Linked DNA regions of Mus musculus: all the other regions are linked to region 4. The links are chromatin contacts, called in public Hi-C, HiChIP or PLAC-seq and promoter capture Hi-C maps. All regions are on one chromosome and are shown on one strand. The core of a region is the stretch at or near the end of the contact, and the rest is flanking DNA. Distances in the headings are between cores, read along the strand shown. Region 1 has its middle 100 kb from the start of Gm40118. Region 2 has its middle 74 kb from the start of Gm34837. Region 3 overlaps Kcnd3 (potassium voltage-gated channel, Shal-related family, member 3). Region 4 holds the start of Kcnd3os (potassium voltage-gated channel, Shal-related family, member 3, opposite strand).

Region 1 (2,700 bases), core at 126-2,625, 240 kb after region 4:
GATGGATGGGTTAATTGAGCTCTACATTCAGTCATCATTTTGTCTCCCTTTCCCTTCAATATGGTGGAAATCTCCTGAGGTTCAACTATAGATTATGAGGTGGACTTCATAGCCCACAGGGACCTTCAGACCAAAGAAACAGGTGATGTCTAATTACACTTAGTCCCTAGGGACTGCTTCATCACCCTACCCTCACCCCACCAGCCCTCCAAGCACTTGGTCCTCTAAACTAAGTTTCTCTCATCAGGGAGTAATTGCCCCTGGCTCCCTTCACGTCTAATCACCAAGCCAAGGTATTAGTTCTTAAGAGCATGATTGATTTTCCAGGACTTGGAACTTAATTACATTTTAGTAAAGTCTGTTTGGAATCCATAGAGAAGAGAGACACTTTCTGCGCTTTGAACTTACCACATGAGAGGGCTTCCAGCATCTCAAATCTTCCATTCATCCTCCCGGGAGCCAAGGGAGGAACATTCTACAGACATCACCTTTACTCATTACTCAAGATCTCTGAGCCCTAGGGTTTGGCCAGAGGAGCTTAGGTTTCTCGTGCAGAACTTCTTACCAGGTCCTTCCCACACCACCAGTGACCCTAAATGGTCCCCAAGAAAGCATGAGCTCTGCTGGGGCTGCAGGCCTGGGAGCTCCCTAACAGCAACAGCAGGTTCGAGCTCCAGCCCCCCCTGCCATGCCAAGTTAGCCCAGGCTTCTGGTTCTAACCTCAATCTCAACAGGCAATCCTCCCTTTATTCTAATCATCACTAAGAACCACCATTTCTGAAATGCTAACTATTCTGTATAGCTACTAGCTCATCACATACTCTGAATGAAGGCAGGAGATGGATGTACCTCAGTGACAGAACACTTGCTGCATATTCAAAGCCCTAGGTTCAATCCCCAATACTGCAAACAAATAAATGAATGAAAACACCCAGGCATTGAACCCTGACTTAAACCTCAGAATTAAACCTTGACAATCTAGCTGTGAATCTCCATATTCTCCAGTCAGGAAGTGGGCGGGTAGAGAGGGCCAGCATGCACTCAGCTATTCTACCAGCTGACTCTCACTTGTCTCTCCAGGTCCCTGTGATGGCAGAATGGACTCATGGCTTGGGTACTATTCTTGATCTTTAAGAATACCTGAACATCACAGAACAAATGAGACAAAATGACAGAGTAAAGAGGGACAAGAGTGTTCCATGCCATTCTTGTAAGGTCTAGAAGTACAGAAAGTGTATCAAAATGTAGGATTTAGAAGAATGGGCCTGGTGAGATGGCCTGGCAGTTAAGAGTTTCTGTTCCTTCAGAGGACCCAAGCTCAGTCCTCAGCACTCATGCCAAGCAGCTCACAACCACCCTTGACTCCAGATCCAGGGAATCCTATACCCTCTCTGGATTCATGTGCATGCGCACATGTGCGCACATGCATGCACACACAGACACTCACAATTAAAATAAAACAAAAGTTTTTAACTTAGAAAAATAGAGCTCTGGTTCAATTGATGTAGCTATTAATAGTTGTTTTTCAGCTTCAGTTTGTATCGTACATATTATATTAATGACTAAAAGCTCAAGGATGATTTTAGTAACAGCTATATAACAAAGCCATGTGATGCTGCTGTGGAGAGGATGGAGAGTTATAAATAAGCCAATGTAAGAAACTGTGGGGGAAGTGTTCTTAATGACAACCATATGTTTATTGACCTTCAGGAACCACGGGAGCTAGATTTATTCTCTCTCTGCAAACCTGCCTGTCAGAATGTCTTGCACAAGACCTGCATTGTTCTTGGCCCCGCGGCCTCATGCTTGCTGACAGCTGACCGGCACCATTGCTCCTGAGCATTCGAGGCTCACTTAGCATGGCTATTTCCCCAGGCCTGCCTCTTCCCAAAGTGGACCTAACCTAGAGTCTGCCCCAGCCCACAGTCTGCACTGCATCCCCTATGTAAGCCATTGAAAGTAACCCAAAATGAAGAGAGCCTGAGCCAGTGGAAACCCAATCTCTAGGAAGCCCAGAGTTTCTTGGATTATCAGACAAGACGCAAGTTCACTGGAAATTCTTTCTCACGGGCTGTCATAGTCCTGAGGTGGATGTCAGTAATGTTTCAGCCCAAGAGCTGCCTATGAGATGTGGATCTGGTTAAATCAGCACGACTTTTTGAGGGCATAGTCAGGAAGCCCAGTGGTTTCAGGGTGATTTGTAACCTGCCTTCTTTCTAAATGCTGGAGGTGAGTTCAGGTCTTGTTGAACATCAGTGTTAGTGAAATATGCAGCTTCATAGAAAGGTAGTAAGAATGGCCCTGAGGATACTCATGTGTCTCAGCAGTGAGGTGTAGGGAGAACCGTGGACACCTCCATGTCAGTGTCACCAGCCATGATTTCCTCCACGTTCTTGAACTGGTGTCAATGTAGCACTATGTCTAAAGCTTTCTCTCTTCCTTTCCTTCAGCTCCCTTTGCCCAGCAGTTGCTGAAATTTACATCTTGCCTGCCCTGGGTTTTTTCTTTTAAACTTCAATAAGCTTATCTTTGGAGTTCATAGATAGATGATAGATAGATAGATAGTTAGATAGATAGATAGATAGATAGATAGATAGATAGATAGATAGATAGATAGATAGATAGAATAAAAGCAATTCTTTGGTTGTCGTACTGGCTGGTTTTGTGTGTCAACTTGACACAAACTGGAGTTATCACACA
Region 2 (2,700 bases), core at 185-2,684, 170 kb after region 4:
TTCTGTCCTATCTGACTATGTCAGCTTGTGTCAAGTTGACATAAAACTAGCCAGCACATGGGGGAACAAATTGTTACTGTTGTTGTTTTGCTTTTTTATTTTTGTGTGTGTGTGTGTTTGTTTGGGGTTTTTCTTGGCTCATGGCTTGAAAGATTTCAGTCTGCAGTTCTTGACTCCTTTGATTTGAGACCCATTGTGAAGGAGAAGAGTATCAGCACAGTGAGAGCATGTGGAGGAAAAGACTACTTGTCTCACAGAGACTAAGTAGAGAGGGACCGGGCTGGGAAACAGGTCTAACTTTCAAAGTTATAACCTCTCCCCACTTCCAATGGTCCACATCCTTAAGCAAGGCTCCAATCTCTCATTCTAGAAGCTCCAGGATTCCAGGACACAGATGTGTAAGCCCATAAATACATGCATGTACATGCACGTGCACACACACACCCCTCACGTGCTCCTACTGGTGAGACCTCGAGAACACCTCCCTCCTTTCAGCTGCCCACACAGAATTGGAATGGGTAAATCATAGGAACATTAGCCTTCCTTCCTTCCTTAGCACACCTCACCACTTCCATCGGAAGGATTCTCCATGTTAGGAATTCTACATTGGCAGCATCCATTGATTGACATACAAACAAACTAGGGAAGGATCTTGAATAGCAGCCAACCTTTGCTGAGTGGAGAGTTGGCAGCACAGAGATGTCTAGTGGGAGTGAGAGGAGCTAACTCCAAGCAGAGACAGGACTCATGGCACACAGAGCTGTCCTTTACTGTTCGGCTAAATTTCATTCTGTTCCAACTGCAGCCACTATGTTCTAAGCATGGTTTTCAGTGCCAAGGAGAGACAACGGGTGTAACTCTACCCAAAGTAGGCACTGACTTACTGGCTGCTACCCAGGAAACAAGTAGTAAGTAAGCCAACAAGCTGGAAGTACTGTAATGGGGTAATGTTCTATGTGGGAACCACATAGTGAAGGAGCCATCAAACACGGGGAAGAGGCAAAGATCAACAAGGAAAGATTCATAGATGTAATGGCATGAGGGCTAGATTCCAAAGCTTAGAACTATCATACATCTGACCAGCACTTGAAAAGAAATTGCTATTTGCGATTGAAACTATACCATAACTATATGGTTGGGAATGCCCTCCAAGTCCAAACTATTTCCCCTGTGGAGTGGGAACTGTTGGTGCTTGTGACTTCTCTAGAGACACAGGGCAGTAGAGACTTCTCTAGAGATAGTATGGCAAGAAACATAGACTGGGTCTGAGTTTGTGTACCAGGTTCAACATCTTCCAGCCAAACGGCCTTAGAGGGCTGAACCTCAATCAGCTTCAGGTTCTTTAAGGTGCTCTCCGCCCTGCCTGATCCTCAGGGTGTCATGAAGACTAGAGGAGATGAGCCTGGTGCACACACTGTGACAGCTGTGTCACTGTAGAAATGAGTCATTGTTATTCTCTGTTTTGGCAGACGCCTTCCTCTCTGCCTCCTGAGTGCCAGGCTGAGCTTAACAAAGGCCTTTTTTTCCCCCTGACATACCAACTGCAAGCTTCTAGACACATCTCTCGGGGCTGCCATGAAGCCTCAAGCCTCTATTCCCAGCTTCAGCCTCCAGTCACAGGAAGTAAAGGTCTCCATAGGGAGAGTAGCAAAGCAGAGGCTTGCCTGGAGACAAGTCGCTTCGGGCCTTGTGGTAATGAGTGTACGAGCCATGCAGTATTAATGACTGCATAAGAAAGATCTAGCAACAGTGGGCCTTGGAGTCCTCTCCTTACAAGTATTCAAACATGCCTAAGCAGTATGTGTGATACCAAATATACATGTTTTCTCAAAAATAACAAGTCCTGGTCATCCTCTCTAAACACCTGTACCTCTTCTTTCAGTCCCTTTTATACTGAAAATCAATAGACTCGCCAAAAATAAACAGAAGTTCAAAATGGAAGATCCAGATTAAGAATGGTCAAGTTTCTTGATTTTGTCAGAGAATTGTGCTTTCAGGTGGCTTTGAGGGTTACAGCCTCACATAATGAAAAAGCCTAAGGCTTAAATTCTGAAGGGGTTGACCTTTGCAAAAATAAAAAGAAGTAAAATTCATGAATTTTAGAGAATTGTGAAAATAGCTATTTGGGTTCTCAAAGCCTGGGTTCAAATCCAAGGTCTTCCAGATGACCTGTGGCCAAGAGGTTCACAGCCTCATTTTCTCCTAAGAAAGCAGTTCTCAACCTTAGGTCATGACCTCTTTGGGGGTCAAATGGCCATTTCACAAAGGTCACCTAAGACCACTGGAAAACACAGATCCTTACATTATGATTCATAACAGTAGCAAAATAACAGTTATAAACTAGCATCAAAAATAATTTTATAGTTGGGGGTCACCACAACATGAGGGACTGTATTAAATGGTTACAATATTAGGAAGGTTGGGAAACACTGTCCTTGGAGCTGTTATGAATGAAGATAAAGTATCAACTGGCTTCTTCAATTTTTTATTAGTGAACATTAATAATGGATATCATCTCCAGCTTTCACTATCCTGTGATCTCCTAGTCCATTGTCTTAAGTACCATTCTAGACAACCATTTTTAAAGACTTCCTTCAGGCTGGAGAGATGCTCAAAAGTTAATAATATCAACTGCTCTTCTGAAGGACTTGGGTCCAATTCCCAGCACCCACATGGCAGATCACTGCCATCTGTAGCTCC
Region 3 (2,700 bases), core at 62-2,561, 140 kb before region 4:
TCTAGCTGAGACTGGCATATCAGTCCCAGTTTCTGAGGCTAAACAGCAGCAAATTAACAAAAAATATTCTTGCCTGGCCTCACACTGCTAAAGAGTAAATATAATTATCCTTAATCAATACAGGCCCTTCAGCACTAGCTAATGGCCGTCCTGGGCTTAATTGCAGCAGTTGGGGAGGAAGAGTGAGGAGAGAGCATTCCAGCTTCCCTCTCACCTGGGCATTCCCAGGTCAGACCAGACAAAGGGGTCCAAAGTCAACCTCCGGGAAGAATAGTCTCAAGGCTGCTGTGCATCACGGTGTCCACCCCAGAAGGAAGCAGCAAGAAGCTGTATGGCTGACTGTCCGGTGGAGGCAGGGAGACACCTCTGATTACCTTTCTCATTGCTGTGACAGAATAACCTGCCAGAAGAGTTAGGGGAAGGAGGGTTTATTTCGGCTCATGGTGTAAGAGGACGAACAATCCATCATGGGGGATGGGCGGGCAGCGGGGCAGGATAGCACTGAGGACACATCTTCCCTCCTCAGTCACATCTTTCTGGAAACCTTGTCACAGACATGCCCAGAGGTGTGTCTCCTAAGTGATTCTAACTCCAGCCAAGTTGACGAAGACGACTGATGGGCCCCCGTGGGTGCTTTGTAACTGACACACAGATGCCATTTTCTGCTTCTGTTGTTTTTCCTTACAACTTGGTTCCTTGCTTGGATTGGTTTCCTCTGGGACTAGACTCCTCCTCTGTCCATCTGTCCATCCTTTTAGAGGCCCGATTTCCCATGTTGTACTCCAGCTTTCTTACGGCAGGATTCTTGATCTGAGCTATAGTGTTCTTGACTTGGGCCCTCCATGTTTCCTATGGAGCTGCCTCCCTGCCTCCGAGCAGTTCCCTCTTAAGGCAAAGAACAGTCTGTTTTCTTACCTGTGGAAACAGCTGCTAAGCCCCAAACCTACTGGACACATCACTGCGCTCCTTACTGTTGCATCTTAGTGCCTATAACTCTCATCCTCTTCCCTGTAGATACGGAGGGTGCTGTGTTCTCCTCCAAACAACCCCTGGTCATGATTGCCACCTTCTTGGTCCGGTCCTAAGAGACCCTAATGGGAAGTTCAAATCTTTTGCCTCCCTCATTTGGCCTGCTCTCTGCTCCCTGATTAGAGAAGCCCAAATTGCCTGAGTACCTAAGAATAGCTACATCATTAGTGACTGAACAACCTGACAGACAGCGCCCAACTCCCCACCCCTTGTTCCAGCATGGTTGGGGACACATCTCCTGAGAGCTTCTGCTCTCTCAGGAATGTGTGAAGGCTGTGGCACCATCTGGGAACTCTTGCAGCTAATCCACAGGCCTCCTCTCCCTTTGGAGCATGCCCAAAGCTAGCTAACCTTCCTTTCCTTATAAAAGGCTAAGAAACGGATGACTGTGTTTGCTTTGTTCTCCACACATAGGCTTCCTCACAGTCTCTCCTGGGAGCTCAGGATATACTGAGCCAGGCTTCCTGGCTGTAGTCTGGATGCTGGTTGAAAGACTCCAAGAGAAGTGGGCTAAGAAGGCCTTTAAAACACGCTAACCTGGTTGAATCAGAGTCTGGGGCTACTATGGAGGATGCAGTGGACAAAGTGGTCTTCTCCTGTTTGTTTTCAATGAATAGAAAGTCCAGGAAGCAGCCCTGGGATTGGGAAAATGATGGTGTTGCTGGGGACTGGGTCCTAGTCCAAGTAGCCCAGCACACTGACATAAGGCACAAGCCACAGTGGCTGAGAGAAAATTGAGTCACTGTCTCACATGCAGAGGAACTCTGCAGGGTTGATTCTTCAGAGTGGTGATTCAGGGTTTAGGAGGCTCATAGTTAATGCTGGGATATCTCACATCTCTTGTTCATATTATCATTGGGTTCCTGTATCACTCAATTATTAACATCTACCCAATCGCTGAGATTACAGCCCCCACTCTGCCCCTCTCTATCTGAAAATTCTCAATCATGCTTTAAAACCTATCCTGGTCATAGGGGCAGAAAGTCTACCCTGAGTTCCTATTTTCTCTATCCCTGCAATTGTTCCTTTCTCTTTGTATTATGCAAAGGCTTTCCCCACAGTGGTGGTGGACACCTTCCAGACTCATGATGGATTTCGTCTGTCTGCTTCCTCACTGACAGGGTAGCGACGTGTCTGACCATCTTTGTGTCTTCTGAGTCTAGCACAGCACCTGTCATTCAGTAGGTATTCAGTAACTGCTCGGTGAACAAATGAGCTCAGGGGGATCCTTCCTGCCTAGCCTGCAGGTTCTCTGTGGTTAGGAACTATGCATCTTCTCAAACCGGTGCTGTCTAACGCACCTCTGTGGGTAAGAGGTGTCATTGCTCCCAATCTCCTCATAAAGCCATTGGAACTCAGTGAGCATCCTCCTGGTAGACTCAGTCCCGCCCTCCTTCTGCTCAGGCCTTTGGAAACAAGAGACATTAGCGTGCTTATTCCACGGAACCGCAGCCAACTGTCAACAGCTCCGTCTCCTGCACTAGACATAAGCTCCCTGAGGACCAAACACGCTTCCCATTCTTCTTTACACCCTGCACCTAGCAGACTATCTGGCATCGTGTAGGTGCTTGGGGACTGCATGTGGAATGAATTGCCACCATGACACCAGGAGTGACTCACAGGTGGATGGGGACCCTGGAATGAGAGCGCTGTGGCTCTGGGTTCCCCTAA
Region 4 (2,811 bases), core at 140-2,639:
GGGGTGAGGTAGGGATGCAGGAGGGAGAGAGATTAAAACCAGGTAAATGCAGAAATGACAAACATGAAAAAATCCTGAAAAAGAAAAAGAGAACACTTTCTCCTGCTGTAAAAAGTCAGCTGCCTGCTAAGCAACGTCTATTTTAGAAGCAGAGGGTCAAAAAAAAAAAAAAAAAAAAAGGCAGACCTCCTGTCCTGGGGGGTTGACACTTCCATTTCACCTGAACAGACACAAAGCAGAAAAACAAACAAAAAAAAAAAAGTCACATCACCAAGATCTGCCCTTCAATGACCTCGGAGGAGAGTCCTCAGAAATCAGAGCTGGTCTGGGGAACTGTTTCACGCCCCCAGGGAGTCTGTCCCGTGTCTGCGGGATTTTGTTGGGTATGAAATGAGCATGGGGGCCATGCTGGAGATCCCGTGGGGCACAGGCCTGGGACCTGCAGATCCTCTTCTTTACAGTGCCTCTCCTAGCTCCTAGGATGGCCAGTGCAGTTTCCCCAAACTCTTTCTCCAGCCTCCTCAACGGCAAAAGGAAGCCGCTGTTAATCGTTCTTCCTCTGGAGGTCCCTTGTGTACTTACGTCTTATAGCATTCAAGACGCAACATGGAAAAAAAATAAACACATCAGCTCCTTTCAGTGGGCCGGTATGTGTCCACATGGGGAAATGTACACACGCTTTGCATTGAATGAATGCCCAGAATCCCCCTTCCCCCCGCTTTCCGAGATTAAACCTTCAGGTTCCCTGGAAGTAACAGTAAATAAGGCATCGATTCAAGCATCACCTACATTCATGCATGACCACCCTGTAAAACCTGATTACTGATTGCATTGTGCCGCCTATCACCCCGTGAAAGTTCAGAGGCTCCGTCAAATACACGGAGACTTTCTTTGCCTTGATTTCAGGTCTGGAACCTCTCAGCCTGTTGCTGACTTATCAAGGCTGCCCGGGATAAAAGGAGAACAACGTGGGCTGAATTAAATGCCAGCACTAAGAAAGCACAGGAATCTAGTTGATTTCCAGGTAACTTCTCTGCCCATCCCTAGTGTAAACACTCTGTTAAAACAAATTTGAACCCCCTTCCCTATGGTCTCTCGGGACACTTATGGGACCTTTCCCGGGAAAGAAAAGATGTGCCAGGCAGGACGAGCTGGACCAGCCTCATCCTCTAACAGGCAAACACAGGCTCGCCTGGCTGGAGAACTTTGCAAAGCGCCCCAAACGGCTCCCAGCTTCCACTCTCAGCCATTTCTCTTCTCAGCTCACAAAGAGCGGGGACGGAGCAAACCGTCGCCACCTGCAGCCAGGTCCCGGGGCGCTGCTCCTGGCGCCCGGCGAGGGAAGGCAGGCCAATGGCAAGAGGGCAGAGGTTCACACCCCCACCCCCAAACCTCTCGGCGCCCCAGTGCCCGGAGGTGGCTCTGCAGCCCAGGGAACCGACGCCCCCAGGCCGGCTGCTTGCTCCCCCACGGCCCGGCCCCACCCCCAATCCTTCCGGCGCCCCAGCGCCCACCCACCCGGGCGCGGGAGTGGGAGGGTGCCGCGTGGGCAGCGGGAGCAACAGGCGTGGGAGCAGCGCTCCTCGCACTTGCTGTCTCTGGGAGGCTCGGTCGTTTCCCTCTTACCTTCGCCGAAGCCAGCCCCAGGCCCCGCGCCCCGCGCGCGCGAGGAAGCTGAGGCCAGGGGCCGCCGAGGCGCAGAGCGCCCAGCAGCGCGGGGAAGCGCCCAGCAGCCGCCGCTCGGGCGGCTCCTCCTCGCCGGCGAAGTCTCGCTCGTCCCTCCTTCACTCGGTCGGTTCGTGCGTCGGTCCGTCCGTGGGGCCGTTCCTCCCCCGCTGCCGCCGCCGCCGCCGCCGCCACCGCCACCGCCGCTCCAGCCCGGGCTTGGCAGCGTGTCCCCTCCCCGCCTAGCCGCTCCGCTCTCGGGCTCGTGAGCTCCGGTTCGCTCGTTCCCTGCCCCCGCCGCCGCTGATGCCGGGCAGAGCGGAGCCGGGCCGGCCACGGGCTGCCTCTCCCGAGGAGGCGGTGGGGGCGCGGCGCGGGCGGGGCGGAGAGGAGAGTCCGGGGGAGGCGGCGAGGCTGCGCCCTCCGCTCCCCACCGATCCCCACGGGCCGAGCGGCCCCAGGCCGGGCCCGAGAGAGCAGAGCGGCCAGGCTGCGGAGGGAGCGAGGAGGAGGACCCGGGAGCCTAGCCGCCGGAGGGTGCCCAGGGCGAGGGCGTGCGAGGGGGAGTGACTCTGCGCGAGGGTGTGTGTGTGTGTGTGTGTGTGTGTGTGTGTGTGTGTAGGGCGCGCGCGTGAGTGGGGGGGCTGCAGCGGGGGGGGGGAGGCGGGGAGACTAGGCAGAGCCTGGTGCGTCTCCCCAGGAGAGTGGAGGAATCCTAGGGTGTGCCTGGAGGTGGTAGTGGAGTGTGCGGACGCGAGTGTGAGCGCGTGTGCCGGCGAGGGTGGGCATGGGGCGAGCGTGGCAAGGTGAGCTTGGCTTGGGGGTGGGGGAGGAGCCGGGCGTGCGGCGTGATCGTGAGTTCGGGGGCGTGTGTGGCTGGGGACTTAGGAAGAGGTGGTAGGGAGCGCTGGCGTGTATGCGCGTGGGGTGTGTACACTTAACTGGCTGTCTGTTTCCCATTCACTGTCCACGCGGTAGAGCAACTAACTCCTCTCCTTGGTCACCTAGTGAGGTGCAGCTGGTCGCCGCGCAAGCTTACAGGCTGACCCTGAACAGTCAGGTGTGTTTGCCAAAGCTGGGAAGATCCCACGGAAGACAAACTGCCTTTATCTCCGCGTAAGAGCCACTGTCGTTCAGGAGTGACCT

The links. Promoter capture Hi-C pulls out the DNA fragments that hold promoters and counts their contacts. Hi-C and Micro-C count contacts between places; a contact is called where the count stands out from the background. HiChIP or PLAC-seq counts read pairs in DNA pulled down with a chosen protein or histone mark.
Region 1: an H3K4me3 HiChIP or PLAC-seq map of neural tube shows a contact between it and region 4, with 4 times the contacts expected there. The contact joins the enhancer-like site here to the promoter of Kcnd3os in region 4. A contact is called at or near these places in 3 of 39 promoter capture datasets (hippocampal neurons, stem cell-derived epiblast-like cells and trophoblast stem cells), 3 of 484 Hi-C or Micro-C datasets (cerebral cortex and cortical neurons), 5 of 115 datasets of contacts at active chromatin or transcription factors (embryonic forebrain, embryonic midbrain, forebrain and 2 more) and 3 of 9 other capture datasets (adipose tissue, liver and pancreatic islet).
Region 2: a contact with region 4 is called in a promoter capture Hi-C map of hippocampal neurons, with 4 times the contacts expected there. The contact joins the enhancer-like site here to the promoter of Kcnd3os in region 4. A contact is called at or near these places in 2 of 39 promoter capture datasets (hippocampal neurons and trophoblast stem cells), 2 of 484 Hi-C or Micro-C datasets (cerebral cortex and nephron progenitors), 2 of 115 datasets of contacts at active chromatin or transcription factors (VIP interneurons and neural progenitor cells) and 3 of 9 other capture datasets (adipose tissue, liver and pancreatic islet).
Region 3: a Hi-C map of hippocampal excitatory neurons shows a contact between it and region 4, with 11 times the contacts expected there. The contact joins the enhancer-like site here to the promoter of Kcnd3os in region 4. A contact is called at or near these places in 3 of 39 promoter capture datasets (embryonic stem cells, hippocampal neurons and stem cell-derived epiblast-like cells), 7 of 484 Hi-C or Micro-C datasets (hippocampal excitatory neurons, nephron progenitors, neural progenitor cells and 4 more) and 9 of 115 datasets of contacts at active chromatin or transcription factors (VIP interneurons, embryonic basal ganglia, embryonic forebrain and 5 more).

The regions. Positions count from the first base shown.
Region 1 is chr3:105,208,441-105,211,140 of GRCm38.p6, reverse strand. No RefSeq gene overlaps it. Among named protein-coding and RNA genes, the nearest start is that of Gm40118, 100 kb to the right of the region's middle. Within about 2 kb of position 1,375, at least 8 of the 459 cell types and tissues checked have an H3K27ac peak or open chromatin away from gene starts, as enhancers often do. A contact at or near this core is called in neural tube, where this site is marked.
Region 2 is chr3:105,279,950-105,282,649 of GRCm38.p6, reverse strand. No RefSeq gene overlaps it. Among named protein-coding and RNA genes, the nearest start is that of Gm34837, 74 kb to the left of the region's middle. Within about 2 kb of position 1,434, at least 23 of the 459 cell types and tissues checked have an H3K27ac peak or open chromatin away from gene starts, as enhancers often do. A contact at or near this core is called in VIP interneurons and hippocampal neurons, where this site is marked.
Region 3 is chr3:105,591,027-105,593,726 of GRCm38.p6, reverse strand. All of the region lies in intron 2 of Kcnd3 (potassium voltage-gated channel, Shal-related family, member 3), which reads right to left. Among named protein-coding and RNA genes, the nearest start is that of Ddx20, 95 kb to the left of the region's middle. Within about 2 kb of position 1,311, at least 10 of the 459 cell types and tissues checked have an H3K27ac peak or open chromatin away from gene starts, as enhancers often do. A contact at or near this core is called in hippocampal excitatory neurons and hippocampal neurons, where this site is marked.
Region 4 is chr3:105,451,533-105,454,343 of GRCm38.p6, reverse strand. Kcnd3os (potassium voltage-gated channel, Shal-related family, member 3, opposite strand) reads left to right here and starts at 1,389. Exons shown (of 4, transcript NR_040759.1): 1 at 1,389-1,791; 2 at 2,674-2,811. It overlaps Kcnd3 (potassium voltage-gated channel, Shal-related family, member 3), which reads right to left and starts at 2,454. Exons shown (of 8, transcript NM_019931.2): 1 at 1,627-2,454.